Linked DNA regions of Mus musculus: region 2 is linked to region 1. Evidence: chromatin contacts called from public HiChIP or PLAC-seq data. All regions are on one chromosome and are shown on one strand. Each heading gives the region's core, a stretch centred on a gene start, on an enhancer-like site or on the middle of the called end of the contact. The rest is flanking DNA. Distances are from core to core; before and after follow the strand shown.

Region 1 (5,574 bases), core at 1,402-3,901:
TGTAGGTTGTTTCTATACTTTGTTAATTTATTTTCTTACACAGAATAATGTTTATAATGTAAACCTGAGAAATTTGGCCCAATTTCCTTTGTTTTCGTGTTTTCATTTGTAAAACTAAGCCCAATATCATGCCATATTTCCTCAATTGTTGGTGATCATAGCTTTCAGTGACAATGTACTACAAAATGATTTTTTTGTTTGTTTTTTGTTTTCATGACAGGGTTTCTTTGTATAGCCTTGGCTGTCCTGGAACTCACTCTGTAGATCAGGCTGGCCTCGAACTCAGAAATGATTTTGCATATATAGAAAAAGTATAGAAAGTTTAATTCTGCTGAATGGGGATAATATTTTTGAAACTCGCATATAAAATTAACACTTCTTCAAATTGCCATATTAGAATATTTTAAGACTATTTATTGCCATGTCAAAATAATTTAAAACTTCAATATGTCAGAATAATTTTAGAATCTAGTCTGTTGCATTTTTTCCTGTGATCATTTAATTTGATTCTATGTTGTGTGGCTTACTCTGTGGCATATTTTTGTGTCTGTTCATACAATGCTCCATACATCATTACTTTATTCCAGATTGACTCTTTCTATACTGGCTATTTTCCAAATTCAAGAGGTTTATCAACACTATATTAACTATTCTGATACAAATCCCACTTGTCCACTTGTCCTTTATTGAGAACACTTCCAAAAGTGAATGAGGTTTCTTTGTCTTACACATCCCAATCACAAATTACATTATCATTGAGGAAAGACTAAACTAAAGACTAAAGGAGAAACTAAAGGCAGGAGACTGAAAGGTAGAACTGATGAAGAGGGCATGGAGCAATGTTCCTTTCTGGAATGTTCTCTGTAGTTCACTCAACTCTTTATTATACAACCCAGAACTCCTTCTTACAGTGGCAATATGCACAATACTCTTGTCCCTTCTACTTCAGTTTTAATCAATAAAGTGTCCAATATACTTGTCTTAGTGGCCCTATATGATGGAGGAATTTTCTTAATTGATATTCACTCTCCCGAGACAACTAGGGCTTATAATAAAAATATGATGAACATGTCACCATGTTTACATAGCATCTAAAGTTAAAAATATTGTCTAACTTCTTAACAAAGTATTTCCTTCCAGCATTGCATATTTTAATTCTTTTCACAAAATTTTATACATTTTACTCTCTGTTTTCCAGGTTAATTTGAATTCTCATATTTAATTTTCTTTTACTAATTTTTAAATCTTGGGCTGATTTTATGGTTTTTTTAATGAAAACAAATTGTTCTTTCATATCAAACATCTCAAACACAATTTCCCTTCTCTTCCATACTCTACCCCCTCCACTCTACAACATATCCACTACTCATCCATTTTCCTTCAAATAAAAGCAGGCCAACAAGAGCACAATTTATTATTTATTTTCTAACAACTGAAAATAGCATTTATTTCTTGATTTATTTTAGCATAATTAATATTCCCTCATAGAAATATAGGTATAATTATAATTGTTATGAAATCATTGTGTCGATACAGTCTATACATTCATGTCATCTTCAGTGGTAAAATTTGTTTCAGTTTTTACTTTCTTAATTATTCTAAATGGAAGCTTTCACACATTGTTGTGTGATAAAAAGATATTCAAGCTTTATCCTTATTGCCAGACTCCCCATCACATTTCCAGTTCAGGACATGTCCTCTCTGAGCTCCACCCTCAGAAGTTGCTATTTAGCAAGAAGAGATGCAAATAAGATCTCTCTCTTCTCAGAAAAGACAGCCATGCCCTGACCCTGAAACTCAAGCAAGCAGATAAGCCCTGAATTTCCAGGTCTTCATATTCAGTGATCAGCACTAAATACAGACCACAGCAGGAATTTGAGAGCGATTTTGGTTTCTTTGTTGCTGCTTATAAAGGTAATTTATGAAAAATCAGAGAAACTAGGTATATAGGCAGACATGAACAAGACACGTAGTGAGCTTCTACGTGAGTTTGCTGATAGGATTCTCTGTGTTTGCAAGTTTCCTTTATGTGTTGCAGTTTGTAGAACTAAGGTTAGTCTGGTGAGGCATAAACACTCTCAGAGACTCTTATGTACAGCTCCTGGTTTCACTTTTAGGAGCTATTGCTGGGCATGCTCCATAGCAGAGGTTAGAGTAGGTTGGAGAATCAAGATGTTGGTACCACAAACTACACACCGAATAGCTCCACTCCCTGGGTTAAGCATATTCAAACCATAACACTGGTGAAGCTGTTGTTTTAGGATTTGGAATTATTACTGGGAGAGAAGGTCAGATTATATGCAAATTTGTATTCAATTGTCTCCTCCATTTCTATAGACAGAATGCCACTATGCTTACTGTATCACCATATATTCAGGGTGCCAAAGCCCAAGGAAACCAACATAGAGGAAGCTCAAAGTCTGTATCTGGATAAGAAATATAACAACCAGACTCTGGAGATGTATATTAGAAGAAGAGCTCCAGAGAAGAGTAGCCCTCCTGCAGGAAGAATGAAGGTCAGTAGGTGATGTGCACAGCACACTCACACAAACAGAGATTTGAAGAGCGGGTGCAGACTTATCCACCAAGGGAGGTTCCAGACTCCATTAGGATTTCCTCCTCTTACTATACAGGATGCAACCTACTTAACGGAATGAAACCCTCAAGGGAACATTTCTTAATGAGGTATAATGCTTCCCCTGAAAGACCCTAAGCAGATGTGACTATGGATCTCTATTGTTTTACTCTTGAACTTAAGTCACTCTCCTGGGAATGCCTCAATCTATGACTGTTTTGTTACCACAAACACAGCTGCTCTCGTGATGGAATAAATTCCTCAACTGAAAAACTAAGAAGCAACAATCATCTCTTAGGGAAGCTTGGGCAGATATTTCTACTGTTTTGGTATAAAGATTAACTCACAACCACTATGGACATCTCATATCCTCAGGTGGACTGGAGAATGAAGGGAAAGTGCATAATAACTTGTACCTAGATTCAGGCTGAAGACTCCTCCAAACCCCTGTGATCATACACAAAGTATGATTGCTTCCTTGGAGGACATTACATAGTAACTCGATTCTTACGGTTGGATGTTACCTTGTTACCTCAAACACATCCCATAAAAAAGACATATCATATCTCTCTCCCATACATATATATATATACATATATATATATATATGTGTGTGTGTGTGTGTGTGTGTGTGTGAGTATACATATATGTGTGTGTATATACACATATATATGCATATGTGTATAGACATATAGTTAATGTATCATATATCATATATTGCATATCAATATTGCATATATCTCATATCTATATCACATAGCACATATCATATGATCACCCATATTAATCATATATCATACATCATATATAACACATAATAATTGTTCATTGTATATCATATATAATACATATGACATGAAATGTATTATGCAATCATATATATGCATTCATGGATTTATAAATTGATTTACTATTAATAAAATGTAGCTACATAATTATTTTAATTAAATATAAGACTAGTATGCTACACGGTGGAATATAACCTCAAACAAATCATCAATATATGCATTTAATATCATTTAGATTTCTATTAAATCTCCAAAATCTATAAACATAGCATGATTTTCTTTGAAGAAAGTAAGGTAAGCAGAAAGGGACTATGGACCAAAATCAGAAAAATTCTTACAAAATTTCACTAAAAAGTTATTTTAATGTTCTCATTGTGCTGACTCCTTCATTTTATCTTTGCTATCTGCACTAGTGATTCCTCCCTTTAAAGCTTCCATTCCTGAACTCATTTAACAGAATGTCACTCAAGTAATTTTTTATTTACTACATGATAAGCAAAAGAACGTTGATCCTCTAATCTGGCAGATCACTCAACATGGAATTGGAATTTCCTTGTTGCTTTTTAATAAGAAGATAAGATAAGAGGTGTGTGAGAAGACATGAGTGAAAGTAAAGTTGCAGAGGTGTGACAGTTTCCTGACCTTTTGTTCTTTCTCTTTTTCTTTGTTCCCTCCTTCCTTCCTTCCTTCCTTCCTTCCTTCCTTCCTCCCTTCCTTCTTCCATCCTTCCCTCCTTTTTCCTTTCTTTCTCTGTCTGTCTTTTTCTTTGTTCCCTCCTTCTTTCCTTCCTCCCTTCCTTCTTCCATACCTCCTTTCTTTGTCTTCCTTCTTCCATCCTTCCCTCCTTTGTCTGTCTGTCTTTCTCTCTCTTTCTTTCTTTCTTTCTTTCTTTCTTCCTTTCTTTCTTTCTTTCTTTCTTTCTTTCTTTCTTTCCTTCCTTCCTTCCTTCCTTCCTTCCTTCCTATCACTATCATTCTCCCCCTGCTCCCTCTGTCCCATAGGCCCTCCCACATCTCTCATGCTTCCCTCCCATTCCAATCAGAGAGAGTGGTTCACCCACTCAGAAATAGAATCTCCCTTACCACCCTAGGATTTTCCTAAGCTGGGGCATGGACACTCCACATAACCAAGGGCCTCCCCTCCCATTGTTTCCAAATAAGGCAGTTCTTTTCTATATATGCAGGTGGAGCCATGGGTCCCTCGATGTGTGCTCATTGGTTGATTGTTTAGTCTCTGAGAGTTCTTGGTGGTTTGGTTGTTTTCTGTTATTCTTCTTATGGGGTTGCAAACCCCTTCAGCTGCTTCAGTTCTTTGCCTAATTCGTTCATTAGTGTCCCAATGCTCAGTGAGATGATTGGCTGTGAGCATCCATATCTATATTGGTCAGGCTCTGGCAGAGCCTTTCAGATAACAGCTATACCAGGTTCATGTCAACAAGCTCTTGTTAGCATAAGCAAAAGTGTCTGGGTTTGGTGACTGCAGATGAGATGGATCCCTAGGTGAGGCAGTTTCTGGGTGACTTTAAAAAACTAAATATTTTCTTTATTTTCATTTCAAATGTTATTCCTGCTCCTTGTTTCCCACCAAAAACACTATTCCATTTCTCCTCCCACTGCTTATCAACCCACCCACTCCCACTTACCTGTCCTGGCATTCCCCTACACTGAGGCATCGAGCCTTCACAGGGACAAGGGCCCCTCCTCTCATTGATGTCCAACAAGGTCATCCTCTGCTACATATATGGCTGGAGGCATGGTTCCCTCCATGTGTACTACTTCATTGGTGGTTTAGTCTCTGGGAGCTTTGGGGGTACTGGTTGGTTCATATTGTTATTCCTCCTATGGGGCTGCAAACCCCTTAAGCACCTTATGTCCTTTCTCTAGTTCCCACATTGGGGACCCTGTGTTCAGTCCAATGACTGGCTGAGAGCATCAACCTCTGTATTTGTCAGGCACTGGTAGAGCCTTACAGGAGACAACTATATCAGATTCATGTCAGCAACAACTTACTGGAATCCACAATAGAGTCAGGGATTGGTAAATGTATATGGGATGGATGCCTAGGTGGGGCAGTCTCTGGATGGCCTTACCTTCAGTCTCCGCTCCACACTTTGTTTATGTATCTCCTTCCATGGGAATTTTGTTCCCCCTTCTAAGAAGGACCGAAGTATCCACACTTTGATCTTCCTGCTTTTTGAGATGCATGTGACCT
Region 2 (5,574 bases), core at 1,785-4,284, 250 kb before region 1:
AAAAAACAAAACAAACAAAAAGAATAAAGAGGACTTTGCTTTCTGAAAGTAGAAGAAAAAAGAAAGAAAGAAAAGAAGAGAGAGAAAGAAAGAAAGAAAGAAAGAATGAAAGAAAGAAAGAAAGAAAGAAAGAAAGAAAGAAAGAAAGAAAGAAAGAAAGAAAAAAAGAAAGGAAAAAGAAAGAAGGAAAGAAAGAAAGAGAGAGAGAGAGAAAGAGAGAGAGAGGGAGAGAGGAGAGAGAGAGAGAGAGAGAGAGAGAGAGAGAGAGAGAGAGATTTGGACTAGTTCAACTCAGTTATTTATCAGAAAACATTTAGATATCAACAAAGGAAAAGGAAATTATGTGAGTTTGGTAGTGACATTGATTATTGCTTAAAATTTTGTGCTCCAAATTTTTATTAGATAACATTTTACAGTGTGGTGCAGGCTTCCTTATTTATATTCTAATCTAATGATCACATAAAGGTGGAAGGCAACATTTTCAAAGTACTAAATTTCTCAACAGAGGATATTAGGAGGAGAAAAGCAAGCATATAGTGATAAGCTCAACCCACTGTTACCTTTGTTTTCCCATCTGTAAGGCAACTATTAATTGATATTCAAAGTTGATTTAAAAATTCAGGCTGCCTCTTTCTCTTCAAATTACAAATTCTAGTTTAAAGAGCTCTTTAAAACATTTGATGTTTTAGTTTCCCACTTTTATTAGTATGAAATGTGACTACTTAATGGTCACTGTATTTATTGCAGCCTGTGAGAAATCAAGACAAAACAGCTCTCTAAACTAAGCTTAACTTTACATCATTTTGAATTAGTGGCTTGACTTAGTGTAACTCAGCTTTATGTGATAACAAAATTATTTACTGAATTGTTGAAATTAAATATATATATATATATATATTTTTTTCCATTGCTTTATCTAGGGAGATACATCTACAGTTGAATTCATCTGAGACACAGAGTAAGCTTTGAAAAGGCAGTACATTATATCATAAAATAAAATGAAATATTTTAAATATGAGTAAAAAAGAACTACAGCCCATCTCTGAAGAGCTGGCTCACAGTATCCAAGGACACCTGCAACAACTAATTAGTCCTCAAATCTCCAGCATGGTCACTGCAGATACTGCCACATACTGCTGTGCTCAGAACACACTGACACAGCTTCAGTTGATAGCTGTATACTATTCAGGCTGGTACTTACTTCTGTTTGTCCTTCTATATGACAGAACAGTAGGGGCACAAATTTTCTGCTAGCCTCTAGGGTTTCCTCTTTATTTGAGCTTAGTAGCCCTTGCTACCTCTAATATATTCAAGGTTCCTTTTAAGTTATTCAGAACTGTGGCTCTTTCTGTGTTTAGTCATATGTTTATAAAATATGCCTAGTGCTTGGTTATATCTTTTTAAAGGATGTTTGGTGCCTAAACCACGTCGTTCAGGGATCTCATTCTACTTTGTCTTAAGTCCTCAAATCCTTACAGCAGCCATTTCAAACCATTGTAATGTTCACATTCAGTAACTTACAACTTAACTTTGTAAGAGATGTTTTTGTTTGGTTAGATTAAACTCTTTGGGTGACTTTAATGGTCAATTCCTACTACTCTAAGAGGGTGGGGTCCTAGTGGGTACTCCCCAACCTTGCCATAACATGTCCCTGGAGAGCTAGGGGCATCCTATCACACTGAGGCCACACAAAGCAACCAAGTTAGAGGAACAGATTCCAGAACAGGTATGAGCTTTAGGAACCACTCCTGTTCCAGTGGCTGCAGTACCCACGTGAAGAATGAACTGTACATCTGCACTCTATGTGCTGGGGCCACTTTTCCAGCTGATGTATGTTATTTGGTTGGTGACTCATTCTCACTCCCTGCAATTCTGCTGTGGTTCTCATTGAAGATCTCTAAAATTCAGGCCTTTCATCTGGCTGGACCTTTTCATTTTCTCTGAGCAGGGTTTTCACTAATTATCAATTCTTGTTAACACAAGCCTACTTCAGCACTAAGTTCAAATTGTTTGAGATTCTCAATGTCAGCCAGGTCCTGAGCTGAAGCAACATTTTAGTTTGTGATATTAAGAGTCTCACTCCTCTGTACCATTGTTCTGTAAGTCTATTTACTGTGGCATTTAAACAATTTACAGTAAGTAATTAACCATGAGCAGAAGTGAATTAGCTAAACTTTCTCAGGTGAGAATGTCCTAGCTCATAGTTGTTGAAAGAGCAAGAACTCACCTTTTCCCTCATTAAAAGACAGGTAAACATAATGACAATCACTGGAAAGGGAATTAGAAACAAGCTTTCACATTGACTCCTATATCCAAGTGTCCCAGGAACTAATTCATGAATACATGGGTGCCTTCATCTGAACTTGACTTATTATGGTCCTTCTGAACACAGGGACTCTTCCCCAGGTGTAGCCTGATAAAGATAGGAAAGAGCCTGTTATCTCCTATCATTACCTTTTATTGGATGGGAACTGTTAGAGCAGGATCCAATTGCCACAAGGAGGAACCTGGCTTTGAGAAGGATATTATAGTAATATTTGCAAAACTTAAAATCAATTTCTGATGCATTATCCCCAGGTAAACAAGAGCCATTTCTCCCTTTAGCTGAGCTCTGTGAACATTGAAATTACAGGGACATACATACATATATATATATATATATATATATATATATATATATATATATATATATATATATATTTGGGATATATATATATATCCCAAATTGAAACTTTATTATTACTTTTCATTAATCATTCCATTTGTATATACCTCAAATGATATCCCACTTCCTGGTTACCCCTCCACAACCCCTCCATCCCATATCTGCCCTGTCAACCCTCCGTTTTGCCTCTATGAAGGTGCTCCACACCCACCCCACCTGCAACTTCAGTTGTAAACCCTGAAAAAAACTACCCACATGGGAGCTCATGACCAGCAGGGGGCACAATGAGACCAACAATCCTCATAGAGAGATAAGGTGGCTGTGGAGGGAACTGTTTCCTCTGTGGTTTTCTTTTTTAAGTGTAATAACTGATCTGCCCCTGCTGTGATTGACATGTGATGTCTCCATGATCAAACATCATACAGATTCTTTGTGAAACACTTCACAGATGCACGCTTATTCCCTGTGAGTTTATATTTGCATCAGTCCATTTTGACTAGAAGATACTGTTTCCTACACATTCTGGCTCTTATAATCAGCTAAATTTTAAAGTCTTTAAAAGATGAGATCGGGAAAGTTCAGGGTGGTATGGACAGAAGCTGGAAACAACCAAGATGTCCCACTACAGAAGAATGGATACAGAAAATGTGGTTCATTTACACAATGCAATACTATTCAGCTATTAAGAGGTCATCCTGATTAGAACTAGAAAATATCATCCTGAGTGAGGTAACTCAGACCCCAAAGGACATTCATGGCATGTACTCACTAATAAGTGGATATTAACCAAACGAAACAAAACACATATGGAATGCAAAAGATATAGTCCACATAATTCAAAAGGCTTAACAAGTTGAGGACACCTCATTCCCACTTCAGTTCCACTTGGGAGAGAGAAGAGAGCAATCACAAGTGGGGAGTGAGGGAGGAACTTGTGAAGGAATATGAACTGAGTGGGGGAACATTAAGGGGTAAGGGAAACCTGATTTGGTATTGGGTGAGGGAAAAGGACTGAAGCCCTGAGGACCTGCAGAAAGAATGTAAACAGGCAATCTCAGGAAATAGGAGGTTGGGGGAACCCTACAAAAATGAACCAGAGTGGGATATAGAGAAGTCAGAGGGTGGATGGGGAGGGGCACAGAATGGAATATAGAATGTAAAAAATGAAGTACAAATAAAATTAAATTTAAAAAATAATATCTTTTAAAGAAATGAGTCCTGACCATGTAGTTATGTGGGGAATAACAACAGTGCAACTGCCTCATACTGGCTTGGATAAGTGTAGGACCTCTCTGACCATTAACCTGTACAAAATTTTCCTGTGCATGGCACTGATATGTACAGTTAATAACTCATAAATTCTAGGGGATGCAATGTTTACTTGTGCAAGTCACTTGCCAGATAAAGTAAAACAAAAAGCTTTTATATGTGCTCTCTACTCAGTTTTCCACAATCATATGTCTCAGATAAACTTCAACATGAAAAAATCTAGATCAATGAGATAATACTAAAACTAAATTACGAGTCTTATTTAAATATCACAAATTTTTCCTATGCTTTCTTTAAATTTATTATTTTTGATATATATATATATATGCAGGCCCATTAATCCAGATTATAACCTGAACATAAAATACTCCCTAGACAAAAACATTCCCAGCTGTATACTAGGCATCTGAGGACTGTTCATTATTTTTTGACATATTATTATAAAAATAAAATTGTAATTTTTGTTTTTTGTTTTTTTTTTAATTAGGTATTTTCCTCGTTTACATTTTCAATGCTATCCCAAAGGTCCCCCATACCCACCCCCCCCAATCCCCTACCCACCCACTGCCCCTTTTTGGCCCTGGCGTTGCCCTGTACTGGGGCATATAAATTTTGCAAGTCCAATGGGCCTTTCTTTGCAGTGATGACCGACTAGGCCATCTTTTGATACATATGCAGCTAAAGACAAGAGCTCACGGGTACTGGTTAGTTCATATTGTTGTTCCACCTATAGGTTTGCAGTTCCCTTTAGCTCCTTGGGTAATTTCTCTAGCTCCTCCATTAGGGGCCGTGTGACCCATCCAATAGCTGACTGTGATCATCCTCTTCTGTGTTTGCTAGGCCCCGGCATAGTCTCACAAGAGAGAGCTATATCTGGGTCCTTTCAGCGAAATCTTGCTAGTGTATGCAATGATGTCAGCATTTGGAAGCTGATTATGGGATGGATCCCTGCATATGGCAATCACTAGATGGTCCATCCTTTCGTCACAGCTCCAAATTTTGTCTCTGTAACTCCTTCTATGGGTGTTTTGTTCCCATTTCTAAGAAAGGGTAAAGTGTCCACACTTTGGTCTTTGTTCTTCTTGAATTTCATGCGTTTGGCAAGTTGTATCTTATATCTTGGGTATCCTAAGTTTCTGGGCTAATATCCACTTATCAGTGAGTACATATTGTGTGAGTTCCTTTGTGATTGGGTTACTTCACTCAGGATGATACCCTCCAGGTCCATCCATTTGCCTAGGAATTTCATAAATTCATTTTTTTAATAGCTGAGTAGTATTCCATTGTGTAAATGTACCACATTTTCTGTATCCATTCCTCTGTTGAGGGGCATCTGGGTTCTTTCCAGCTTCTGGCTATTATAAATAAGGCTGCTATGAACATAGTGGAGCATGTGTCCTTCTTACCGGTTGGGACATCTTCTGGATATATGCCCAGGAGAGGTATTGCGGGATCCTCCGGTAGTACTATGTCCAATTTTCTGAGGAACCGCCAGATTGATTTCCAGAGTGGTTGTACAAGCTTGCAATCCCACCAACAATGGAGGAGTGTTCCCCTTTCTCCACATCCTCGCCAGCATCTGCTGTCACCTGAGTTTTTGATCTTAGCCATTCTGACTGGAGTGAAGTGGAATCTTAATG

What was found. HiChIP or PLAC-seq counts read pairs in DNA pulled down with a chosen protein or histone mark.
Region 2: a contact with region 1 is called in a CTCF HiChIP or PLAC-seq map of large pre-B cells, with 3 times the contacts expected there. The contact joins two enhancer-like sites. A contact is called at or near these places in 1 of 15 datasets of contacts at CTCF or cohesin (large pre-B cells), 1 of 484 Hi-C or Micro-C datasets (the C10 cell line) and 1 of 115 datasets of contacts at active chromatin or transcription factors (large pre-B cells).

Annotation. Positions count from the first base shown.
Region 1 is chr12:114,337,303-114,342,876 of GRCm38.p6, reverse strand. It overlaps Igh. Among named protein-coding and RNA genes, the nearest start is that of Mir7094-1, 130 kb to the left of the region's middle. Within about 2 kb of position 2,651, at least 3 of the 459 cell types and tissues checked have an H3K27ac peak or open chromatin away from gene starts, as enhancers often do.
Region 2 is chr12:114,584,806-114,590,379 of GRCm38.p6, reverse strand. It overlaps Igh. Among named protein-coding and RNA genes, the nearest start is that of Mir7094-2, 74 kb to the right of the region's middle. Within about 2 kb of position 3,034, at least 10 of the 459 cell types and tissues checked have an H3K27ac peak or open chromatin away from gene starts, as enhancers often do.